Linked DNA regions of Mus musculus: regions 1, 2 and 4 are each linked to region 3. Evidence: chromatin contacts called from public Hi-C, HiChIP or PLAC-seq and promoter capture Hi-C data. All regions are on one chromosome and are shown on one strand. The core of a region is the stretch at or near the end of the contact, and the rest is flanking DNA. Distances in the headings are between cores, read along the strand shown. Region 1 holds the start of Sox10 (SRY (sex determining region Y)-box 10). Region 2 holds the start of Sh3bp1 (SH3-domain binding protein 1). Region 3 holds the start of Josd1 (Josephin domain containing 1). Region 4 holds the start of Gga1 (golgi associated, gamma adaptin ear containing, ARF binding protein 1).

Region 1 (5,712 bases), core at 489-2,988, 520 kb before region 3:
TCTTCACTCTGCTTTCTCTGGGTTCCTTGTTTTCCTTGCAGAGCCCTCCTCACCCTGACCCAGGCTCTCCATCTGGTTGCTTCCGTACCCCCGGCATCTACAGCTAGACCAGCTCTCTCCCAAAGTTTCCCCCACACTCCCGACCCCACAAACGGGTGGCAGCGGCACACTGTGAATGTGCGATCTAGTGGAGGTCTGGTGTGAAGCTTTCCCCCACACCCCCATGTTGCCTTCCCTGCCCACCACCCACAGAATTCCAACCACGAGGGGGCGCCTTCCCGCCCGCCGTCCCAGGGTGGGGAGGCCCAGCCTAGGCCGCTGGGGTTCTGAGTTCCAGAGTGGGCAGCCAGAGGAGCCCCCCACAGAGGCACTTTGGGTAGATGGGTGGGCGAGATCTCCAAATCTGGTCTTCCAAGAGACCAAACTTCCATAGGTTGGTCTCCCCTGAGAGAGAGGCCTGGGCGATCCTGTTCTGGGGTCCCAGGCTAGCCCTAGTGCGCGCGCACGAGGGGGGTGTTGGGCCGGGGCAGCGCTCACCTCCAGAGCTTGCCTAGTGTCTTGCTGAGCTCAGCATTGTGGAGGTGAGGGTACTGGTCGGCTAGCTTTCTGCGTGCCGCCTGTGCCCACACCATGAAGGCGTTCATGGGCCTCTTGACGTGCGGCTTGCTCTTGCTGGCACCGTTGACGCGCACGGGCATGGGCACCAGCGTCCAGTCGTAGCCGCTGAGCACCTGGCTGACCGCCTCGCGGATGCACACGGGGAACTTGTCATCGTCCGCCTCGCCGTCCTGCTGTTCCTTCTTGACCTTGCCCAGTTCACCGGGCCCCGGGCTGGCTCGCAAGCCCGAGCCACCGCCGCCGCCGTCGGGTCCCAGCGACGGCGCGCTGCCTGGGGACAGGCAGCGGGGTTCCTCCGAGCCCACAGGGCTCAGCTCCACCTCTGATAGGTCTTGTTCCTCGGCCATGTCGCTCCCGGCCGCCGCCGCTTCGGCCGCCTCCCCCGGGCCCGCCGCCGGGGTCCTCGTGAAGAGCCCAACGCCCACCTGGACGGGAAGGAGGGCGCGATGGAGAGGCGCTGGGCGCCACTCCCGGCACGCGGGTGCAGCCCCGAAGTGGCGACTCTCCCTGCCTGCGCTAAACCCACTCGGGCCTGGGCGCGTGCACATGCCAGACCCTAGGTGGGTGCGTCCCGCCTCCACGTCTTCCCACCCCCTGATCCCAACCGTCTCTAGGTGTGGGTGTTTTTTTTTTTTTTTTTTTTTCGTTTTTTTCCCCTAAACCTCCTTTTGGGTGGAGGTTTGTTGATGGAAAGGAAGAAAAACGGACCCTTTATTCGGCTCTAATCCGGGCCCCTGGAATTTCCCACCTTTTCGCTCACCTCTCTTTCCCCTCGTCTGCTCTGACAGCCTAGGGGAGCAGAATGGGGGGACGCAGGCCTGCCTGCAGGGTGTCAGACTCTCCCATCGCAAAGCAGGGGTGACCCAGACCCCCGGTTGGCACTCCGGGCCCAGGGGCGCAGTGCGCACTCACCTCCTCCGACCTCTCCTCCAGTCTGGGGCTCGTCCTGAGGAAGTGGAAAACCGTGTCCCAAGGTGTGCGGTCCAGCTCGGGGCTGGGGAGTGACGCTGATGGACTGGGAGGGAGGGGCTGGGGGGCCCTGAGCCTCAGGCCACTGCCTTGTCTGGACGGAGCCTGAATCCTCACCACCAAACACCCTGGCTGGACAGCCGAGACTGACTGAGCCGCTGCAGACGGCTGGGGAAGGAAGGAGGGGGAGGGGAGGGGGAAAGGAGGGAGGGAAGGGCAGAAGGTGGAGCCTCCAGCGCTGCCTTCATCCCCAACACCCAGGACGCCTCCACTCTGCCCAGCCCCCCCCCCCCCAACCCCAGCCCTGTGACCCGCACTGCTGCCTAGGCCCGTCTCCCTGGACTCAGCTTGGGTTTGGCATCTGGTGTGAGCATGGGGATATTTTAGGTCTGGGAAGGGAGAGATACAGGTGGCACAGTCAGAACCTGTTGCCTGGGACCCTAAACCATTGCCACAGGTGGTGGCATGGACAGTTGACAAAGGACTGGAGAGAGGTGTGAGGAGAGTGGATAACTTGAAAGGGTCGTGGCCTGTGTTGCTTCATTTGAGAAATCCCACTGAGTCCCACTGTGTGCTAGGCACCGCAGCCTGCAGTAGGTATCAGACCCTCGCCTTCTCCTGTCCTCTCCAACACAGCTGACCCAAGCCAAGCCCCCCAGGACCGCAGCTGGATAACCTTTGCCCTGTACACATACAACCCCCAGATTCAATCCGTGATCCCTTCTCTCTAAGATCCTAGCATCCAGAAGGCTGGACTGGCCCAGGATAGAGAGAGACACAGGAGGCTGAGGCAGGGTGAGAGTGCCCTACTCTTCAAGAAGGGTGAGGGGGACTTTGGGGAGGGGGTGTCTCTCACTTCCATGAAGGGCTCTTCCTCTCCCTGGAAAGGAGACCCAGTCCTGGATGTCTGGATGTGAAGTCCCTTACTCTCCCACACTGAGAAAAGACAGGAACTGCCCTGGCTCTCACAGCCCCCGCCCCCTTTCTGCCCCTCAAGCCGATTCTTTGTTCTTCCTCCCGTTGCCCCAGGGCTCCTATCCTTGGTCTCACCTCTACAGCCTAGTTAGTGTCCTTTTCTCTTCTCAGTGAAGGCACCCTTTCCTGGTTGAGTGGCTAGGCGGAACTGGGGTGCCCACGGAGGGACAAACAGAGGAGCATGGGCCACCCCACTGACAGTGTGTGGCTTCTCTGTCCCACTTAGCTAGGTAAGGCCCTAGGCCCACACCAAACAGGTACCTTCTGGAGTCGAGCTGGAACTGGGGTCTGGAGAATCAAGGCCTCAATGATTGGGAGGGCCCCAGGGTGGATAGTGGGGACACAAAGAGATAGTCACATAGGGCAAAGGCATGTCGAGGGGGTGGCAGACATTGGTAACACACACTCACACATGCTTGCGCACACACAACCAGCCAGACAATTGGGCCAGTGTGTCTGGGGCTGCAGAGCCCAGTGAATTAGGAGTTTGATAAGGGTTTTCTCTTTCTCTCGCTCGCTGGCCTTGGACAATCTCCCCCCAGTTTTCCTCGACGCCACCCCCGGCGCTGCCAACCCTCCTCCCCCCCGCCTCCCTTCTCTTCCCTGTGCCCAGACTCTTGTTCGGGGCCTTGAAACAGTGAGCTGTCTTTGTTCGAAATACAGGTGAACGGCAATCATGTGATTAACACACACACACACATAAAAAGCTTTTTAACAGCGCCCGCCCGGCCTCAGAACCGCCCGGAGAGAAGCCGCCTTGGATGGACAGAGGGACGGAGCAGCAAGCATCCGGCCTCCCCGGCTTCCCTGCAGCGGTCTCCAACTGCTGTCTGCCCGCTGCCCGCCTGCCTGGCATCTCTCTCCCGGTGGGTCCCTGTTCATCCCTCCACTCTTTGGTCCCTCCTCTTGGAGGGAAGGTCCTCCCTGCTCTCTGTGTGTCTGTGGCTGAGCCTGAGACCCCTTGAGGCATAGAGGAGTGCTGTGGGGGAGGGGGAGAGTGGGCTCAGGCTTAGAAAGCTGGCCACGAGTGGTGGTCTCACAGCCGGTCCCCTCTCTAGTCCCCTGCCACTACCCTCTTGGGCCCAGCTGCCAGAAGGGGTGTGAGTGTGTGTGTGGGGGGTCTATAAAGGACCACACCTGGTTTGCACTCTCTCCTTGTCTCTCCTCCACTCTGTACAGGTTCTCCTGAATGCTTGGTTGGACCCTGCCTACCTACCTGCTGAGAGGTGGTGCTGAGGCGGGCAGGGGAAAGATTGTGTGTTGGCTGAGGGATTCCCCCTGTGAACAAGACATCAATGAGCAGCAGGCTGGCAATCGGGATACCTTCTGCCTTGTTTTAGGCCATAGGGACCAGTTTTTTGTTTTTGTTTTTGTTTTTTCCCAGAAAGGGACAGTAAACCCTCCCCGCCCCCATTTTCTCTACAGAGTAGAGATAGGAAAGTGTGTGTGTGCGCGTGCGTGTGAGAAGACATCAGGCCTTGGAGACGTCAGGGTGACCAGGAGGGCCAGAACTACCATCTGTTTCTCTCCCAGCTGGCAGCTAGAGGGGAGGGGCTAACCCTCCATTCCTGACTCTATCCCAGGGATGCTTGTGACCCCATGCCCCACACCCTATCAAAGCTGCCCGGGAGAGGAGGGCTCCTCCCCACCATGTGTGAGGGGTGGTACTGGTGTTCCGCTCCCCAGCAGAGGGCCAAGAGTGTGGTGGAATCCAGGCTTCCTGCCACAGGCAGAGGCCTATCAGGAGCTTCCAGGGTCCAGCTCAGGGTCTTTCGAGATAGTCTCAAGTGCCCTCAGAAGATGGCCCCTGGGAGGAAGAGGGGACCTGAAATCTTCCAGTCAGATTCGAAGCTCACTGGTGATAGGCAGAGTCACCTCAGGTCAATAATACCCTGGGGTGCTGTCCTGACTGGGAGCAGGTTCCACCTATGGTCCTCAGCCCTGAGCCCAGGCTCTTCATCTGTCACATGGCAGAGGAATGTCATCCCTCCTAGCCTTGGAGGAGAGTGGGAAACCCGCTGTTTGGCAGAGCTTGAGAGAGGATGGTTCCAGGAAAATTTGAGCCTTTGCCTGAGCCTCAGTTTTCTTATGTCTTCCGGATCCCCTCATTAGGACCGGGTAAGGACAAGATGAGGGGGCACAAGGAGGGCATTTACCACCTCTGATCACAGAGGTGTAGACCACATCTGGAATCCCTGTTCCCTCTCATTTATTGTCCCCCAGGTCTGTACCCTCGCTGGGCTGGGTCCTGGGACATGGGGGGCAAGCTTGATGATTCTCAGTCGTGAGGGGCCTGAGGGTCTCTGCATTCCTGCCAGCTTTGTTTCCTGGCACCTGCTCGGGGCTGGTCTCAGGCTTGGAATCACTTACAGAGGACTCACTATGCAGCCTCAGCTGGCCTTGAACTCTCCACCTCCCACCCTCCACCCCCCACCCCCACCCCGGTCCCTGCCTTAGCCTCCCAAGTAGCTAGGATTGCAGACAGGTGTGCACCGCCTCACCAGCAGTCTGGAGTTAAAACAAATGCTGGAAAGTCGGTTTCTGCACCAGACGGGTCCACTTAGAGTGAACTTCTGGAAGGGAGAGGCAGGCACTTTGTTTTTAGCCTTCCAGTTCAGTTGGAAGGCTTTGGTTTCCTTCGGGGGTCCCTGGAGCTGCAAGGTCAGGAGGGTCCCCTGCCAGATCCAGAATCTGTAAGAAGAGTAGACAGGTCTTGAACACTGGGCCAGAGAGTCAGTAACCAAACTTGTAGGTCACACTGAGATGTCCAGGGAGTTTGAGGGCATAGTGAGGGAAAGCAGAGGCAAGCTTGATGACATCCAAGCATCCCTTGGAGACTTGGCTGGCTCTTGAGAATGCCTGGGGTGAGTGTGTGTGTACCCTTGAATAGTTTCTAGACCACCCCATCTTGGCAAGGCTGTGTCTTCCTCCATTTGGGAATAGTGGTCAAAGATGTGGTATCAGGGAGATTCTGCCATTCACAATATGTGGCCCTGGGCAGATTACTCTAGGAATTCTGGGACTTGATTTTGTCTGTACAGTGTTGGCAATTTCATACATTTACCATCTATAGCTGTAAACTATGTGTGTATAAGAGAGGGAGCAGATAACGCGCACTCACACCTACTTGGTAATGGCAGTAAGTGTTCA
Region 2 (5,956 bases), core at 2,438-4,937, 790 kb before region 3:
ACTGCCCTGAGAGCAGGAGACTGGACCAGCTCCATCAAGATGGTAGACTGTTCTAGGCACCTGAGCCAGCTCTCCTCCAGTTTTAACACCAGTCCTGCCTTGCTCCCAGCTGGGACCAAGCACACATTTCCCCCAGGGCTAGCAGCAGAAGGGAGGAGTCCTGCCTCAGCCCCACCCCAGGGTTCCTGGAAAGGCCTTTTGAACTGTGGAAGTGGGGGTGGGCAAGGGAGTTACCAAAGCCCAAGGAAAACATACCTTGCTGGCTGCTGTGGGCAGAAACCACTTGGAGGCTTTCTAGTATTGCCACAGTCAAGCCATGTGGCAGCGTCTCAACTGGTAGGATGAAGCCAACAACCTCCACCCTAGCCTGCCTATGGCTGCCCTGACCACATCCGCTCAAGTCTCATTAGCAGATGCCACCCAGACTGTCATTGGGATTGCAGGCCAATCTGTGTGGAGACCGGTCAGTCCCTCAGCGGCCATCGTGAAGGCAGAGCAAAGGCCAGCCTTGAAGGAGTTTCCAGGCAATGCCATGTACACAGCAGAAAGACAGCAGTAACGGCTCTTAGGAGTTAGGTCTGCTCTGACCTGGCCCCTACCACACATCTGTGCACATCTGGGCCAAGAGCCAGGGTCTGCACATCTGCCAAATGGAGGCATAGATACCCACCTTAGGGAAGGATGACCCACGGGACCCACCAGTAAATTCTACTGTCCTAAGGCAGCCATACATATTACAAGGGCACTAAGGCAGGGGTAGTCAAGGCTCTTCTCTCCCAAACTTTTGGTGTTTGAATAAGAACAGCAGACAACACCAGGCACTTTTCTAAGAATTTTACATGCTAATTCATGTAATCCAATTAAGCCTGTAGCTTGTGGCTGAGGGGTGAGCGATCTTATCTAAGGTCATTCAGTTTGTGTGCAGAGACACCCCCCACCCCCCACCCCCAAGCCAAATGGCTGTTCTTTGGGGAATGTAGGGAATCACAGATCTGATATCCTCTAAGTCAGTCCCAACAGACTTAGTACTGAGCTACTTAGCCCCAGAGGGCTGAGCCATGCGATAGATAAGGTGAACCTGGGTGATACTCCAGCCCGGGCAACCAACTATTAGTTTAGGGAAGGGCCCAGGGAGAGGTTGGCTCTGAGTGACCTCTGAGATACTTCTGTGCAGTTCTAAAGTCCATGATCCTTCGAGCAAGCACTTCTCGGTTGCATATGCCTGTAATATCTACTACTGGAGAGGCAAGAGTGTCACAAGTTCGAGACCAGTTGGGCACAATTATGGTGGAAGGAGAGAACCGACTCCCAGGTATTGTCCTCCGGCTGCCCGGAGAACAGGGGCTGGTGGCAGAGCGCTTGGCAAGCAAGCATGCACAAAGCCCTGGATTCATCTCTAGTACATGACCAAAAGACACATCCCCACCAAGAGAGCCTGACCCAGCCATGACCCCAGCATTTACTAAGCAAAAACTTGGGATTACAACATCTTTTGAAGGAATAGCGTATGGTTCAAGCTTCAGGGCTTTCCACCTTCAATGATTCAACACCAAGGTCACCCAGCCTGGAAGTATAGCAGCTTTATCTGGTCAGATCCAGAAGGCCCCAGGTCTGGCTGCAGGAACAGCAAGAGCCAAGACAGGAGGAAGGGGCGGGGCAAGAGCTTGGATGGGTTGATAATACACTCTAGTCATTTCTTAACAAAAAAACAAAAAAGAAACCTGCTATTTCAGCCAAGGGAGCTGTCCCCTCCCCAGGCTAGTTAGGGCTAGGCCGGGACAAGCCAAGAAGGCGTAGGGTATAAGCCAGGACTGCCTTGAAGTACCTTTCAGACCAACCCTGGACATGAAGGCAGAAGCACCGTAGAGATCAGAGACTTCCCTGGAGGCATGAAGGTGCTAGCCTGGAGCGGGAATCGTCCTAAGGCTCATCCGGTAGAATGTACCCACTGCCAAATCAGGGAAAACTGAAACGCAAAAATGTTCTGGGTAGGACCGGGAGGATGGAGAAAAAAAGGGCCAGGACTAGAAGCAAGATGTTGTCTTACCCATTAGGAGGCCAGGTCTATACCACTCTAGTATCTCCCCAAGGCTGACACCTCTCTAGAATCTTTTTTTTTTTTTAAAGATTTTTATTTATTTACTAAGTATACAGTGTTCTGCCTGTATGCATGCCTGCAGGCCAGAAGGGAACACCAGATCCCATTACAGATGGTTGGGAGCCACCATGTGGTTGCTGGGAGTTGAACTCAGGACCACTGAAGAGCAGTCAGTGCTCTTAACTGCTGCGCCATCTCTCCAGCCCCCTCTTTAGAATCTTTTGCCATCTCTTCTCCAAACACTGGGCAGCAGCCTTCCTTCCCATCGGAAAAAGAAAGACAAGGAAGCTGCTCTGCCTTCTCAACTCCCCATCAGAGAGCCAGGATTCCACTGATGAGAGGCTGTGGCTGTTCCTGGCCAGTATGTTCTGGCTGCAGCAGCTGCTGGGACCCCTCTGGGCTCCTCCCACACTCGATAGGACTTCTTAAATGGGGAAAGCGGCTGAGTGAACACCATGTGCCAGACCTGTGCTGGGTACACAGAGATGTCTGGAGCAAAGGGAAGTCTTTGAGGAGCACACCAACTCTCTACCCCCACACAGTAGGTGCTCAAGTGGTATGGCTCTGAACTGAAACTAAGAGAGCAAAGCTTGGTGTGGTGCACAGGGCTTCCTGTAGTCACCCTTCCCCCTCCCAAGCCTGAAGGGTGCATACTGAAGTCAGCTTGCAGTTGCCCACCGGCTCTCTTGCTCTGTAGCTATGAACACCTATTGTATGCTCAGGCTGGTGTTCAGCGGAACATTTCAAAGAGAAAATCGGGTTTGGGGGTTCAGAGCAGCACCCATACATATCAAGGCCTGACAAGAAGGAAGGGCAGGCGCCTGGGACATTTGCTAAAAGAAATGAGAAAGAGTTTTACAAATAGGGGAAGCGGTCAAAGCTTGGGACTCTTTAAAGTGTAGAGTGACAGGACCTCAAGGGCTGACGAGCAGACCAAGCAGACCAGGGTATCTTGTTTACCCTGTGGCATAGACTGGACAAGGACAGTTGTCCTACCAAGCTACTATACACAATGAATGCAGAATTTTGGGGACTGATCCAAGGACATTAGTATCTGGTAGTCCCAGGTACCCCAAGTTCTGAGCCAGTGGTCCAGCAGGCAAGGGGGATGGTCAGGGAATAGTATGGTGGAGAAGAAGTCCCCAGGCAGCATCCCCTAGTGACTGGCCTGCACAGGTCCTGAAGGCCTGTCCCTTCTAGGCAGCCTTCCTTTCCCTCTAAGAGAGCAAAGGTTGTTTATACCCAGGGCGGTGATGGCAGGAGCAGCTTACCTGCTTCCCGCCACCCGCCGCGGTGACAGGACAGGCTGCGGGAAGGAAGAGCCCGCACTCAACTGCGGACCTCAGAGAGACAGACCGACGGACACTCGGCAGGCGGGTCGGACAACCCGGGGGTCGTTGAGGCCCGGAAGCAGAGAGAGAGAGAGAGAGAGAGAGAGAGAGAGAGAGAGAGAGAGAGAGAGAGAGAGAGAGAGACTCCAAACTTGAGAGAGAGAGAGACTCCAAACTTGGAGAAAGGAGTGACCTGGGGGCCGGGGGCGGAGTCGTGAGCGGGGGAGGAGAGCGCCCGCGCCAGCGCCAGCACCAGCCAGAGGAGCGCGCCGGCCCAGGAAGCCAGAGCGCCGCCCACCCATCCGGGGCGAAGCGCGCGGGGAAGCAGGCTGGGCCGGGGGCTGCCAGCCTCAACCCCCAAGGTGACTCCTCGGCCCCCTGCCCGGACCCAAGATGATGAAGAGGCAGTTGCACCGCATGCGGCAGCTGGCCCACACGGGCAGCTCGGGACGGTGAGTGTCACCCGCTTCTAGCCGTGCTATCGTTTCGCAGGACCTGAGCGAGCGCAGGAGAGTGGGGAACTGGTCACAGAGGTCGAAGATATCTAGGCAGCGGCCCTCTGGCATGCCAGAGCCCTGACCTCGTTTCCTGGGGTCTGAAGTCACTGTGGTCGCACAAGCATAGCTGGCTTTTGCGGGCGGTGGAGGGGGAGCGGGGGAAGGCACCTCCATTCCCGGTTGGAGAGGCTGCTGCAGAGAGCAGAATGCGTCCTGAGCCAAGACGCTGCCTGGAACCTCATTTGTCCCCTCCGGACAATGGGAACAGTTAGCCACCTCTAACTGGAGGGAAGGGGAGGAACGGAGCCGATCGGGGGCCCCAGACCCTGGGGGAAGGGACTGGCAGTGTTCTGGCCTGGGGAGGAGGGGCCTGCTCTGCTCTGGGTGTCCGTCCCCTCCCCCAACCCAGGGGCCTCCTGCCATTTGGTCCTGCTTCTGCTTTTCGTAGGCTCAGGTAGAGACACCCCTTGGTCTCCTCGGTTCCCAGCCCCAAAACTATGGGAGCGGAAGTTTGGGGAGTTTCTCGGAGCCTTTCTTTCTGTCCCTCTTCCCCAGCCTGGGAGTTCCCCATTCTTTGGGCCCAGAGAGGTGACCGTGTATCCAGAAACTTGATCCAGACCTTGCAGTGACACAAACACTTATATGTACCTACGAAGCCAAGCCACTCTGCCCTGAACCCATGTCCCTATGTATCCTTGGGCAGAGTCCCCAGACCTGCCCACAGCTGCAGTCCAATGTCGTATGCCTGTGGGCCTGGCCACCCCGGAGACCAGCTTCCACACTTCCCGTTCTGGGGGCCAGCTTAGGCCTCCTCTTTCCGGGCCAGGCAAACTATTTAGGGGGATGGGGAGATGAGAAACTTTTCCTCTGTCCCGAAGTTGGGCCCTGGGTAGCTCCCTCCTGCTTTTTTCGGTGTCATGGGTCCACCCTCTCCCAGGACACAGCCCTGGGTGGAGGAGGAAGCAGGCATGCATCCTCTTAACTACCATGGAATGTGCTCCAGCTACGATGTGGACGGGCCACCCAGGCTTGGTGGGTCCTGGAAGCATCTTGGGTTCAGGTTCCATGTGCAGGGGTTAGAGGGAGGCAGTGGGTTCCCTAACCCAGACTGACTCATCCAAAGCCCCCTTCCCCCACAGCACCCCGGAGACTGCCGAGTTTTTGGGTGAGGACCTGCTGCAGGTACGTGCCTGGGCCTGGGCGGGCTGGGCTGGGAGGCAGGCCCATGCAGGCTGTCAGTATAGAGGCTGGCAGGCGGGGACAGCAGTCAAGGGCCTGGTTGTGTCATTCCCTGCTGGCCAGGGAAGGCCCAGGAGGGAAGAGAAAAGTGATTCTTGTTCTAGGGGAGACACAGTATACAGTCCTCACACGCCCCGCCCCTGTACCTCCCAGGTAGAGCAACGGCTGGAGCCAGCTAAACGAGCAGCCCACAATGTTCACAAACGGCTGCAGGCCTGTCTGCAGGGCCAAAGCGGGGCTGACATGGACAAGCGGGTGGTAAGTGGGGTCTCTGGGAGGAGAGACCTGTGTGGTGAAGGATGGGGTGGGAATGACCCCCCCCTGGGTGGGCTGCAGCTTCTGAGCTTTGCTCTGAGCTAGTAGGCCCCCAAGCGGTCTAGGTGGGCGGAACACCTTGGGAGCTGAATGGAGGAGGATGCTCTGTTACTCAACTGGGCGGCTATTGACTCCTGCTACTCTGTTGCTAAGACGGCTTGCTGATGCATTGTCTCCCCACTGCTGGCAACAGCCCCTTGTACAGTCTACTGGTGTATAATGGGAAACCGGGACCTAAATTTACTAGCCCAAGATCACCCAGGTAACGAGTGACAAAAGTGGACCCGGGGGTCCCTGTGATTGTAAATGCAGGAAGTATGCGGATGGTTCAAACATTCACCTGGCTGGAGCTGGAGGGTCCGCTCAGCATAGCACTTGCTCTTACACAGACCTGGCTTCGGTTCCTACCACCCACACACTTCACCACTCTCAGTCCCAGGGCACCTTCTTCAGTCCGCTGAGGGCACCTAGCATAT
Region 3 (5,315 bases), core at 1,623-4,122:
TATAAAGCCTGGCAGAAATCTCAACATTAACAAATACAGACTCCACGTCCTAATATCTTCATCTGGAATATAGGAAACAATAGTGCCTACCTCCCAAGCTGGGTGTGAGGACTCTGCGGCTGCACAGGGAGTCCTCAGAATGGAGCAGAGAGTTGGTTTGTTAGTGTCTCATTAACTCCCTTGTCAGTCCAGGAGCCAAACTCACAGAGGTCAGAACCTGTCAACCTGACCGTGACTAACTACATACAATCTGACATTAATTTACTGGTGGGTAAAACTAGGCAAACGACAGCAACTCTGTCTGGGCTTCCCAGGCCATGGCTAAGGTTGCTCTAAGTACCAAGTAGCAGCGAGCACACTCAGGTGCCCATGGCCAGTCATTTCCTTCTCCCTGGTTAGAGATGAGAAAACAATTCAGAGCTACCCAGAAGAACATTAACAGCTGGCCAAAGGGAAGTCGTTCAGAAGTAGCCTGGGCTCTCCTTTCTGTCACATGACTGGGTGGTGGAAGACACCTTTTCTTACCCCCAGAGCTTCGTCTTCTGAGGACTGAGCTGTACTTACAGAGAGCAAGTGGCACATCGGCCCTGCTGCCCTCTGATCTTTCACTGGCACTAGAAAGTAATTACTCTCACTGTAGTTCTGTAAGAGCACTCAGGATACAGCTCTTCTCAGAGACTCCTGTAGTTCTTTCAAGTTAAGTGGTCCACACTTAGGCATACCAATCACCCCAAACATCCTAGCTGTACCGCATGTTCCTGTGCAGCTCCAAATGAGGACCTCAGTGTATACCACTTACAGCATCCTTGAGCTCTCTCTGTCCTGAGGTCTTTTCCAGTTGGAGGGGTAAGACAGGCTCACTGTCAAAGCTGCTATGAACTTCTGTCATGTTGCTGGGTCCAGTCAGACACTATAGAACTAACTCTCAAGGCCCTTCAGAAAGCAAAGCAACGGGCATAAAACTGTACCCTGGACCACTTGTAGAGTGGCATATTTGTTCTACAGTCTTTTAGGGACACACTTTTAGGGACTGCACTTAGGACCCCCTACGTAATGTGCAAGCATTCTTATCACTGAACTTCACACCAGCCCCACTAAAGTTATCACACAGCAGGAGAGAGCTGGAGTCTGCTCTAATCGCAGCGTAGCTGGTTCAGAAGCTACTCTGAACAAATTACTTGACCTTTCTATTCATTTCTCTATCAGTAAAACGAACTGTGAGGAAGTCACACAGAACAAATGAAGGACACACCATGGGCAGGCAGCACATGGCCCCAGAACAGCTAAGCATTGTGGGTATACTTTTCTTGAGATTTCCACCATGTCCCACCTTTGGTAACAGATGGCTGAATGTGGATGTATTTTGTATCCCTCCTAGATTGTAAACTCCTTGGTGGCAGGTCTGTTAGGGAGGCAATAGAGCAGTGACCACCAGTGGAGATAGGACCCACTGAGCCCTGTCTTCATCACAAATGGGAATAACACATGCCACACGGAGTCCTCTGTCTGACTCCAGCCGTGGAGACAGCACAACTGAGGTTAGTCCACCACAGATGGACCATAGATGGTGACTACCTGCCTGCCATTTCTGTGTGCCTCATTCCTGCCCCCAGCATCTAAATTCCAAACCTGTAGGTTTGAAGGTTTCTGTCCCCGAGACACTGCACCACCCACACAAACTCAGAAATACCAAGAAGTGGGGGGGATCGAGATGCCAAGCAGGGGAGTCCTACCTCTGGAAAATCTCCTGCAGCGTTTCCCGCGTGAAGGCGTTGCTGTCCTGGAAGACGTTGTTGAGAGCATGAAGAGCACAGAGCTCCCTGCGCTGCTTCTCATGGTAGATTTGTGGGGGCGCTGCTTGGGGAAGGTCCGAGGATTCAGCTTTGGCCTTGTCTCCTTTCCATGGCACGCAACTCATGTTTTTCGATTTAGGTTCCAGGCAGAGCCGCTAAACACTCCGCTCCTTCCCTCCTGAGGAAAGTCTAGGTTTCTGTCTTCGGATTCCTGAGATTCACCTATTTATTCTCTGGTGTTCATGATTTATGCTTTGTCACTGGGAGGAAAGGTTGGAATCAAAAGGGACAAAAAAAAAAATCTACCTTTTTCTGTCTTCTCGATAGGAAAAAATAACTTTTGGATTAGTTTATTTAGCCAACACTTTCAAAGTGTAGAATTAACAAAGAAAAAAAAAACATATAAAACGTAGGATTCCTCCCTTTGGCTGCCGCCTTCCCCTCCCACCCCCTTTGGAAAAAAAGAAACACCACGCTTTCCTGGCCGTGTTTTCCTCTCTGCAGATGCCAACTAGGCCTCAATGCAGGAGGGCAGAACCGAAGGGGTCACATCGCTCCTTTTCTTCCATTTCGTCCGAATCACAACACCACAGGCTCCGAAGACCGGGTTGGGTGGCGGAGAAAAGGCCCAATGCCAAGAGCTAGCGAGGATCGGAGGGCGTGAGGTCGCGGGCCGCGCGGGGGCTCCGGGGATAGCGCTCCATGACCGCCAGCGGACTGGCGGACTCGGCCCAGCGGAGGAGCCGCTTCGCCTCGGCGCGGGAGGAGCCGCGGAAAGGGGAACGGCAGCCCGGGCGCCGCCGCGGGGAGGTCCCGCCTGGCCCGCGAGGGTGCGGCCGGACGCCTTGCCTCGCCCGGTGCAGCCTTGGCCCACCGGGCTGACCGTCCCCGCAGCGACCTCCTGCTGTCACGTGAGGCCAGTCCCGGGCTCCTTCCCGCTGCCTGCCCGGCGGGGACTGTTCGTCTCCCCGACGCCGCCACCTGGAGCTTGCGGGCCGCCACCTGGCCCACGCGCGGACAAGCAGGCGGCGGAGCGGGCGGGCACGCGCACCTGAGCCCGACGTCAGCGGCGTTCACTCCGCGCGCGCCCCAGACACGCCCCCGCGCTGACCCCGCCTGCCAACCTCGCGTCACCCCTGACGTTGTGTGACGTAGCCAACGCGGGCTGTTGGTCCGGTGGAGGTGCTTAGAGGTCGCGGAGCCGTTGTGCAGGGTTGTGGAGCTCCGCGGTAGCGGGGGAGGTCGACTTGTCGCTTCGCCGCAGCTCCGCCCCGGCGCCCACTCCCGCCTGGACGCCGCAGGGCCCTCCTCCCGGCAGAGTGCTTTCTTGAGCCCGGGCAGCGGCTGCCCTGGCCCACTTATGTTCATCAGATTTCCTAACACTTTACCGACGCGGTCGGGCGTAATCTTGGTTGGTGAACCCGACCGCCTCCAGTTTTCTTTGAGAGCTGAGGGCAAGACTCTCGCCGGGAGTCATATTTCAAATGGAAACCTGAGTTCTATTTCAGATCCTTGGTGTCGTATTCCAGTTCACTTCACACAAACCACTGCCCTTTTGATCAGCAACCTTCTCTTGATGGCTGTCACAAGCCTTCCTTTCTGTGTTTTCTTTTCCCTTCTGATCCTTCTTTTTAGACGTGTGTGTGTGTGCGCGTGTGTGTTCTCTAGTTCAGCTGGTCTCAAACTCATTACGTAACCAAGAATGTCCAATTTGTTCAGGGCAAGGGATCGAACCTTGGTAAATGCAAGACAAGCACTCTACCAACTAGAGCTCCGTATTTTGAGTTTAGCTGAGTACATTGTGTCCAAAGGCAGACTATTTACAGTTTCCCATGGGTTTAAATTAAGTCACTGTTTCTAACTTGCCTTCCTATCGGATTTTTGTTAGGGAAAACAACAGATTTGCACTTTCAAAGTAATGGTTTCTCTAATCCTCATGATCACCCCAATCAACAGTATTGTGCAACACATCTGAGAGATTACCACATGATAGGGCATCCTCTACCTAGACTACTTTTGAATTATCTTTTTGTGTGTGTGTGTGTGTAATGTGTAAACTACCAAACTGTTACAGTGTATTTACATAGGATTTATCTCCTAGGGACTTGCTGTTCAACCAGAATTATTGTAAACATCTATTAATTAACTGATGAGTAATTAATTATTGTTAAGCAAATTAGACTTTTTTTTTCTTTTTCAGGGAGAAAAATACAGCCCAAAGAAGTCGATCAAGTTGTTTGAAATCATTATGTCTATAGTGAATTAAGGGTTTGAGCTTGGACCAAATTGTTTTCAGAAAGAGAATGTAAAGATGATTAGGAATTACCTCTCAACTGTTACTTTTTATATTTATTCTCCAAAACATTCAATTCGAAAAGCAAGTATTCAGAATATATATCCTTTCTAGGCAAAGTCCTATAGTGAGAAGGACAGTCTTTCCCCCCAGCCAGATAGCAATGTATTCTGAAACTGAACTTTTTCTGGCCATACAATGCTAAATAGCAATCGAAGCAATAGAATTAATACAACTGTCACCTCTGATCACCCCCAGCCAAGCAGTGAGCAACCTCCAGTTGAATTCTTAATACTTGGGGATACTGTCAGAATCCACAGATATAGGGTTACGGTCCACAAGACTGCCTCTCACTTTAGGAGTCCGAATCTCTGGGTCTGGAGATATAGCTCAGAGTTTCAGAAGACCTGGGTTGGATTCCCAGTACCCTAATGGAGGCTAACAATCGTCTGCGACTCTAGTCCAAAAGGGTTCCGGTGCCCCATTTAGACTCTACAGGCCCTGCACAAAGGTGGCACACAGACATACACACACACACACACACACACACACACACACACACACCATTCATACAAAATAAAAACAAATCTCAGTAAAAAACCATTAAGGTCAGGTTTCCAGCAGCATCTGCTCACAGACTTGGTAGTACGTTAAAAATGAGGACAAGACTCTCCCCGAATTAGGTGACGGCTATATTGTACCCTTTTCCTTACTTACTATATACATCCTGTGGTCCAATCCCTAAATTTCTCGTACTTCCTCAGGCGGCTGCTCTTTTTTTTAATCTATTACCAGGAGGAGTGGCCAGGTCCAGCCAGCATAATTAGATCTTGGTAAAAAACAGAACTCACCTAATAGTCTAAATTTTTCAGACATTTGAAACGGGAATTTCAGGTACACGAACGGCGGGTTTTTTTTTTTTTTTTTGGACTGGGACTTTCCACAAGTGGCAACTGAAAAATAAGCCACAAGAAACTACCTTGACAGATCCTAGACCTGTGGCTCAGCTGTTCACCAAAAACGTGAGGGGATTTACGCTAGAGTTTGGGCTGTCAACATCTTTCTGTTCACTCAGTTGCTCTCCGAGGAGTCATGAATGGAACTCCCTGAGGTCAGCATTTAATTAATTGTCTTGGTCTGGCGGCTGTAATATTACCACTCCTGGAATACATAGCATCGATTCTACTATAAAAATTGCCTTGCGCATGCCAGCACGCCGGACACAGTGT
Region 4 (6,032 bases), core at 1,545-4,044, 810 kb before region 3:
TAAAGATGGTGTTTTGTTTGAGACAGGGTCTATGTAGCCTTGGTTGTCCTGGAACTTGCTGTGTAGGCTGGCCTCTAACTCAAGAGTTCTGCCTACCTCTGCCTCCCAAGTGGTTGTGAGCCACCATGTGGTTGCTGGGAATTGAACTCAGGATCTGTGGAAGAGGGGTCAGTGCTCTTAACCACTGAGCTATCTCTCCAGCCCAAGAATTCTAGTTTCTATGGCCTACCTGGAAGGGAGACGGAAGACGGAGGAGAAAGGGCGGAAGGGAAAAGGGAGAAGGTTTCCTGCAGACCCACATGTGAAGGGCTTTCTGACAAGCCCAGGCCTGGCAATCATGACAGCAGCAGGTCTTCCTTTTCCGATTCCCTCTCCTTTGCTAAACCATTCGAATACATTCCTGAGGCTGATCACCAAGGTCCAGCAATCAAAATTCAACATTTGGCTACACTAACTAACATGTCCAATTAGGATTTACCAAGTCATCCTAATTCAGGCTTCCCCCTTTGTCTCCTTACAAACAAACCACTCCCACAGAGACACCTGAGGCTCACTTTGCCTGACCCAGAGGCAGTCAGACCCCCTGCTTGTCCCCTCCTAGGTAAATAAAATCTCTTTGGGGCTGAGGATTTAGTGTCTGCTTGTGCTCTGTGCCGATTCTGAGATCCCTTCAGTGTGGGCAGGCGCCATGCTTTGAGGCACTATGCTCTGAACCCCGGCACCTTCTGGACCCCAGCACTATTTTAGGTCTCAGGACACTGTGCCCGCTAGTTCTGTGAACTTGACAGATTTCCAATCACCTGGTCGATGAGCTGCTGCTCGTGCCTCAGGAGGATTACCCTGCCTGAGTCTACTGAGCTGGGAAGACCTGCCCACTGTGGGTGGCACCATCCCCGATGGGGAACCTGTACTGTGTGAGTGGAGAAAGGGCGGGAAGCAGTGTGCATTCCACACTCTCTCTGCCCTGTTTCTCAGCTGCAGCTGTGATGGGCCCAGCTGCCACCGCCTTGATTTCTCCTCCCCTTGAATTGTGGGAAACCCTGTCTTCTTTAAGTTGCTTTTATCAGAGCAGTTTAATCACAGCAACAGGAAAAGAAACTCAGGGATTCACCAGATGCAATGCTTCAGGATGAGACTTCCCAGAGGCAGGGAGGGACACAAACCACAAGCATGCAAAGAAATACACTGTGGGGCAGCTGGAGGTTAGAGCTCAGGTGGTGATGTGTCTGCCTAACATGTTTATATGAAATGCTAGGTACCACAGAAATCGCCAGCTTGGGCTATAAGGACTCTAGATGGAGGCAGAAGTAGCTGGAGATGTCTCTCAGTTGGTAGCGTGTTGCTTAGCTTGCAAGAAGTCCTATTCTCTTGCAGGTGTGGTGATGCACGCAGAAGGTGGAGAAAGAAGGATCAGAGATCAAGTCTATAGTGCGTTCAAGGCCTGCCTAGGCTTACAGGAGACCCTGCCTCTGTCGCTCCACCAAAAGTGCCTGTGAGTAGTGATCTGACTTTAAATCAATTTGGCAAATGCAGTTTGGGTTTTTGTTTTGGGTTTTGTTCTGTGTAGCCCTGGGTCCTGGAACTCGCTCCGTAGACCAGGCTGACTTTGAACTCGGAGATTCACCTGCCTCTTCCTCTCAAGTGCTAGGTGGCGTGCGCCACCACTGCCCGGCCTGCAGTTGGGTTTTATTTCATTAACAATTTTAAAAATAAAGAAAACAAAGCAGGCGGAGCCCATCTTGTTACCCTCTCCCGTATCTTATAGGTTGCAGGAGAGAATTAAACGTCTCACTGAGAGTTGGGTTCAGAAGAAAACCCGACTGAAATGAGGTAACTGGTTCTGCAAGGTGAATACTGATCCCTCCAAGGCCACAGGCATGCGGAACTGGATTCGCCGGTTCCTTGGTCTCAGATGCTCTTTAACTCTTCCTGGCACAGGCTCGCTGGAGAGGGCACAGTAGCCAGTTCCCCCGACGGCCGCCAGAGGCTACAGAGAGCGAACTGGCATTCCTGAGAATTAGCCAAGGCGACCGCAGAGGGTGGAAAAAGCGGGTGAAAGTACCTCACATTTTGCCTCCTCCTAAACCACCTCAAAAAAAGAGCCTGACGTCGTCACCATTCCAGTTTGGGGAAAGATAACCTCTCATTTTGCCACCACCTCTCTGGCTTCCCCATCACCTTGAGAGTGTTACGTGCTTTGAGATACGATATTCCACACTGGCCTTGAACTGATAACCTCCTGCCTCTGTCTGATAAGTGCGGGCGTTATCATCACCTTGTAGGATATATATCTGGCCTTGTCTTTCTCTCCAGGGCTGGGCACCGAATAACCCAAATGCAAGGAGTTTCTAAACTGAATGCAGAATTAAGTACTCGGTGCAAGCACTGACCCCTAATGACCTCAGGCAAACTCATAACCTGGCTCCCGGGTTTGAATGTAGATTCATAGGTTAAGAAAAAAAAAAGACTTAGCCCTTTGCTGGGCGTGGTGGCACACTTCTTTAATGTCTGCACTTGGGAGGCGGAAAAAGGCGGATCTCAGGAATTCCACGCCAGCCTATTCTACAGAGCGAGCTTCAGGACTGCCAGAGCAAGACAGTGAGCCCTTGTCTCAAAGGGGAAAAAACTGCTCAGAACAATGCCTAGGGCTTTAAGAGCTAAACAAACGTTAGCTTAACCTCATCGCGTTGGCGGCGGCCACAGTGCCCAGTTGCCCTTTTAAGGGACTTTGACATCTTCCCACGTAAGCGGAAGTACCCCTGAGGGCTCCGGAAGTGACTTCAGAACCCCTTCAGAAACATGGCTCCGGAGCGTTGTCCCGGAAGCGGTCACGGGTCTCTGCGTGACGCTAACTGAGTTAGAGCGGTCCCGCGGGGTTTCTATGGTGCCGCCCGCCACCCCCAGGCTCTCCTCTTCCTCTCCCGCCCGAGCGCCCGGAGCTGCGAGGCCGCCGACCAGCCCCACCGGCGACTCCGCCAGCCGCCAGGGGGAGGGGCGCCGACGAGGCGACGCTCTAGGCGGCTCCACCCGCGTCTCGATGGTGCCCGGCGTCCCGGTGCCGCGTTCCTACTCCGCGGGGTGGACGCGGCCCCTTTAACCGGCCGAGGGCGGAGCCGAGGAGTTCCCGCGAGAGCGGCCGGGGGGCGGGGGGCGGCGCCGAGGCCGGGGGCCCGTGGCGGATGGAGCCCGCGATGGAGCCGGAGACTCTGGAGGCACGAATCAGTGAGTGTCCGGGAGGGGCGCGAGCCGGACCGGAACCGGAACCGGGGGCGCGAGGCTGGCCCCTCTCTCTCTCCCGGCGGGGCGGGGTCCGCGCGCCCCCTCCTCACGCCCCGCCCCCCGACCCGGAGGGGCGGCGCCCCAGTCTGTCGCTCCGCTCGGACCCTGGCAGCTGCGCGCAGCCTGGCCGGGAGCGGGCGCCGCCCACCCACCCCGGTGACCCGGTGGCGCAGAGTTATCCCGGACCCCCGAAGGCCCTGCCTGTTGCACCAAAGCGCAGACCCTCGAGTCTTCCCCTAGAGGGATCCCCCCACTTCCTCAGGGCCTGAGTCTTTCAAACCCTGTGCCCGCAGCTCTTCTTAGATCTGCTCGGTCCCCCAGCCCAGGAAAGGGGGGACCCCTGGCCCATCTGATCCAGCTCTGTCCGCGCCTGGAGAAACTCCCAGTGCTTGAAAGGGTCCCGTCTAAGACTCCATAAGGAAATCAAGTTCTCTGTCGTTATACCCAAGCCCAGCCTTGCTTTGCGTCCCAGATTGCTTTCCTAGCCCCTGCTGAGCCTCCTCCCCAGGCCTCTGTCCTTGTTTCCTGTCTCCTTCGAAACAGCTTCCTCCAACTCTGGCTTCCAAGCCCCATCCTCTGTTCTCCCTGTCCCACACTGCTTGTTGAAGATCCTTGGCCTTGCCAACCCCATTCCTGAACTCTGCCCCTGGGAGCTGCAGGTTGGCTCTTCTGGTCCATTTAGTGACAGGTCTGTCCCAAGGCCTTTCAGGGATGTGACCCAGAGAAGCCTTCCGGTCTATCCTCAAGCTCAACCTCCTGGTCTGAGATATAGCAAGGATCTGTGCAGGGTGGTGTGGGCCGACATGGTCAGCATCTTTGAAGCCAGCCTCGAAGGAAGTTGAACTGGAAGGTTGATTCCCAGAGCTCACCGATCTGGGGGGGGGGGGGGGGGCGGAGGAGAGTCAGCCTGGCAGTGGGGTTGATTGGTGGTTAGAAGGAGACAGTGACCATGGACTGCATGAGATACAGTACTGCACGGGTCTCAGGAGGTCAGAGGTAAAAGAGGACCATAGATATTTTCCCCATCTGTCTTAGTCAGGGTTTCTATTCCTGCACAAACATCATGACCAAGAAGCAAGTTGGGGAGGAAAGGATTTATTCAGCTTACATTTTCCACATTGCTGTTAATCACCAAAGGATGTCAGGACTGGAACTCAAGCAGGTCAGGAAGCAGGAGCTGATACAGAGGCCATGGAGGGATATTCTTTACTGGCTTGCTTTCCCTGGCTTGCTCAGCCTGCTCTCTTATAGAACCAAGACTACCAGCCCAGAGATGGTCCCACCCACAATGGGCCTTTCCCCCTTGATCACTAATTGAGAAAATGCCTTACAGCTGGATCTCATGGAGGCACTTCCCCAACTGAAGCTGCTTTCTCTGTGATAACTCCAGCTGTGTCAAGTTGACACAAAACTAGCCAGGACAGCATCTGAAGAGTCATGCCCAGTTGTGAAATACCTCTCTCCCTCAAGTACTTTCCTCTGCCACTTGCCAGGGGAGATGAGCCCCCCCCCCCACACACACACACACACGCACACGCACTGTGGAGGTTGGGGAAAGGGGTGGGGTCATGTCTCTTCCAGTTCTAAGATCTTCCGTTTGCTCAATGCTGGGGAGAAACTGATCCTGGCCAGAGTTTCCTCTTCCCTGGCTCCTGACTCGGATTGCTTGGCTCCACCCTTGCTGGGGCTCACGTGCCTTTGACACTTCGAGGACTTCCTGTTCTAGCCCTTTTTCTCAGCTGTCACTGAGAGGCCAGTACCCCGAACCTTCTCCTTGCCTCCAGATTGCAGGCTCTCTTCCCAGTGTTCAGTCCCTTAGCCATTGTGGGGGACTGGGAGGTCGGGAAATGTGCAGCCTGACCTAAGGAAGAAGAGATGTTGCTGGTGTCCCTGGGGGCCTCACTGGTGACATCTGTTCCTCTCAAGGACTGGAGGGTCACCCACAAGGTTCCTGGGATAGATTGGTACCAGAAAGAATGCTGCTTCAGCCTCTGGCCATCCATCTTGCCTCTGAGCCCCCGGGAGAGAGCAGCCTGCCCCAGCTCCTTCCATCCCTCCCCTGCTCCCTCCCCTGCTCTGCCCGTCTTCATAGCGCTTCTGAGATCGCTAATCTGAGTACTCAGAGATGCTCTGTTTGCGCCAGTGAGTTTCAGGAAAGAAGAGCTTTTGTCCACCACCGTATTTTTTCTTTTTCTTTTTAACTATGGATTAAGTGAATGGCTGCCGGACACTGAGGGTGTCTAGGCCCCCAGACATAGCATAGGTCCCCAACTGAGCAGGTGCCACATCCTGGGCCCTAGCCTCTTCCTGTCCACAGATCTTCCATAGCCCCACCCCTTGGGCTGTGGTCCTCTGCGCCTGCAGCATGGGCAGAAGTGTCCCAGAACCATGAGAACACTTCTGCCTCACAGTGCACAGCCTGCGTACTGTCCAGCTCTACAAGTAGGGAAACAGAGGTTCAAGAAGTTCTTCTTACTGCACGGCTCTTCACCCGGCAGTGTTGGGGGCTCCACAAGGGGACTGTCTCATATTATTTGCTCCTCTGTGCTGTTGCCCATCCCTGCATCCCAGCTTCTCCAGCCCCATCCTCCCTGCCACCAATCCCTCATGCATCCATGAGAGCGGAGCAAGGCATGTTCTCTGCAGGAGTCACACAGCCTTGTGTAATAGTCCACTTGGGCCCTCTGTAAAGAATAGCTAGGAACATAGCCGCTGCCGTGGTGGGCAGAAGTGAAGAAGGCACCCTTGGAAGA

Evidence for each region. Hi-C and Micro-C count contacts between places; a contact is called where the count stands out from the background. HiChIP or PLAC-seq counts read pairs in DNA pulled down with a chosen protein or histone mark. Capture Hi-C pulls out chosen DNA fragments and counts their contacts.
Region 1: an H3K4me3 HiChIP or PLAC-seq map of embryonic stem cells shows a contact between it and region 3, with 2.4 times the contacts expected there. The contact joins the promoter of Sox10 here to the promoter of Josd1 in region 3. A contact is called at or near these places in 7 of 39 promoter capture datasets (the 3T3-L1 cell line, the C10 cell line, embryonic stem cells and 2 more), 5 of 115 datasets of contacts at active chromatin or transcription factors (bone marrow-derived macrophages, cardiomyocytes, embryonic midbrain and 2 more) and 1 of 9 other capture datasets (embryonic stem cells).
Region 2: a promoter capture Hi-C map of adipose tissue shows a contact between it and region 3, with 2.3 times the contacts expected there. The contact joins the promoter of Sh3bp1 here to the promoter of Josd1 in region 3. A contact is called at or near these places in 2 of 39 promoter capture datasets (hematopoietic stem and progenitor cells and hippocampal neurons), 1 of 484 Hi-C or Micro-C datasets (B cells), 2 of 115 datasets of contacts at active chromatin or transcription factors (bone marrow-derived macrophages and pancreatic cancer cells) and 2 of 9 other capture datasets (adipose tissue and liver).
Region 4: a contact with region 3 is called in a Hi-C map of neutrophils, with 5 times the contacts expected there. The contact joins the promoter of Gga1 here to the promoter of Josd1 in region 3. A contact is called at or near these places in 1 of 39 promoter capture datasets (liver), 4 of 484 Hi-C or Micro-C datasets (CD4 T cells, embryonic stem cells and neutrophils) and 2 of 9 other capture datasets (adipose tissue and liver).

What each region holds. Positions count from the first base shown.
Region 1 is chr15:79,162,752-79,168,463 of GRCm38.p6, forward strand. Sox10 (SRY (sex determining region Y)-box 10) reads right to left here and starts at 1,739. Exons shown (of 4, transcript NM_011437.1): 1 at 1,531-1,739; 2 at 538-1,043. The coding sequence starts at 965. Gm10863 (predicted gene 10863) reads left to right here and starts at 3,315. Exons shown (of 5, transcript NR_029470.1): 1 at 3,315-3,428. RefSeq lists enhancers at 1,596-2,254, 2,780-3,470, 2,944-3,790.
Region 2 is chr15:78,896,081-78,902,036 of GRCm38.p6, forward strand. It overlaps Sh3bp1 (SH3-domain binding protein 1), which reads left to right and starts at 3,688. Exons shown (of 18, transcript NM_001316684.1): 1 at 3,688-3,881; 2 at 5,066-5,108; 3 at 5,319-5,423. The coding sequence starts at 3,823.
Region 3 is chr15:79,685,000-79,690,314 of GRCm38.p6, forward strand. It overlaps Josd1 (Josephin domain containing 1), which reads right to left and starts at 2,873. Exons shown (of 4, transcript NM_028792.3): 1 at 1,734-2,873. The coding sequence starts at 1,918. It also overlaps a transcript of Gtpbp1 not described here.
Region 4 is chr15:78,874,396-78,880,427 of GRCm38.p6, forward strand. Gga1 (golgi associated, gamma adaptin ear containing, ARF binding protein 1) reads left to right here and starts at 2,795. Exons shown (of 17, transcript NM_145929.2): 1 at 2,795-3,222. The coding sequence starts at 3,180.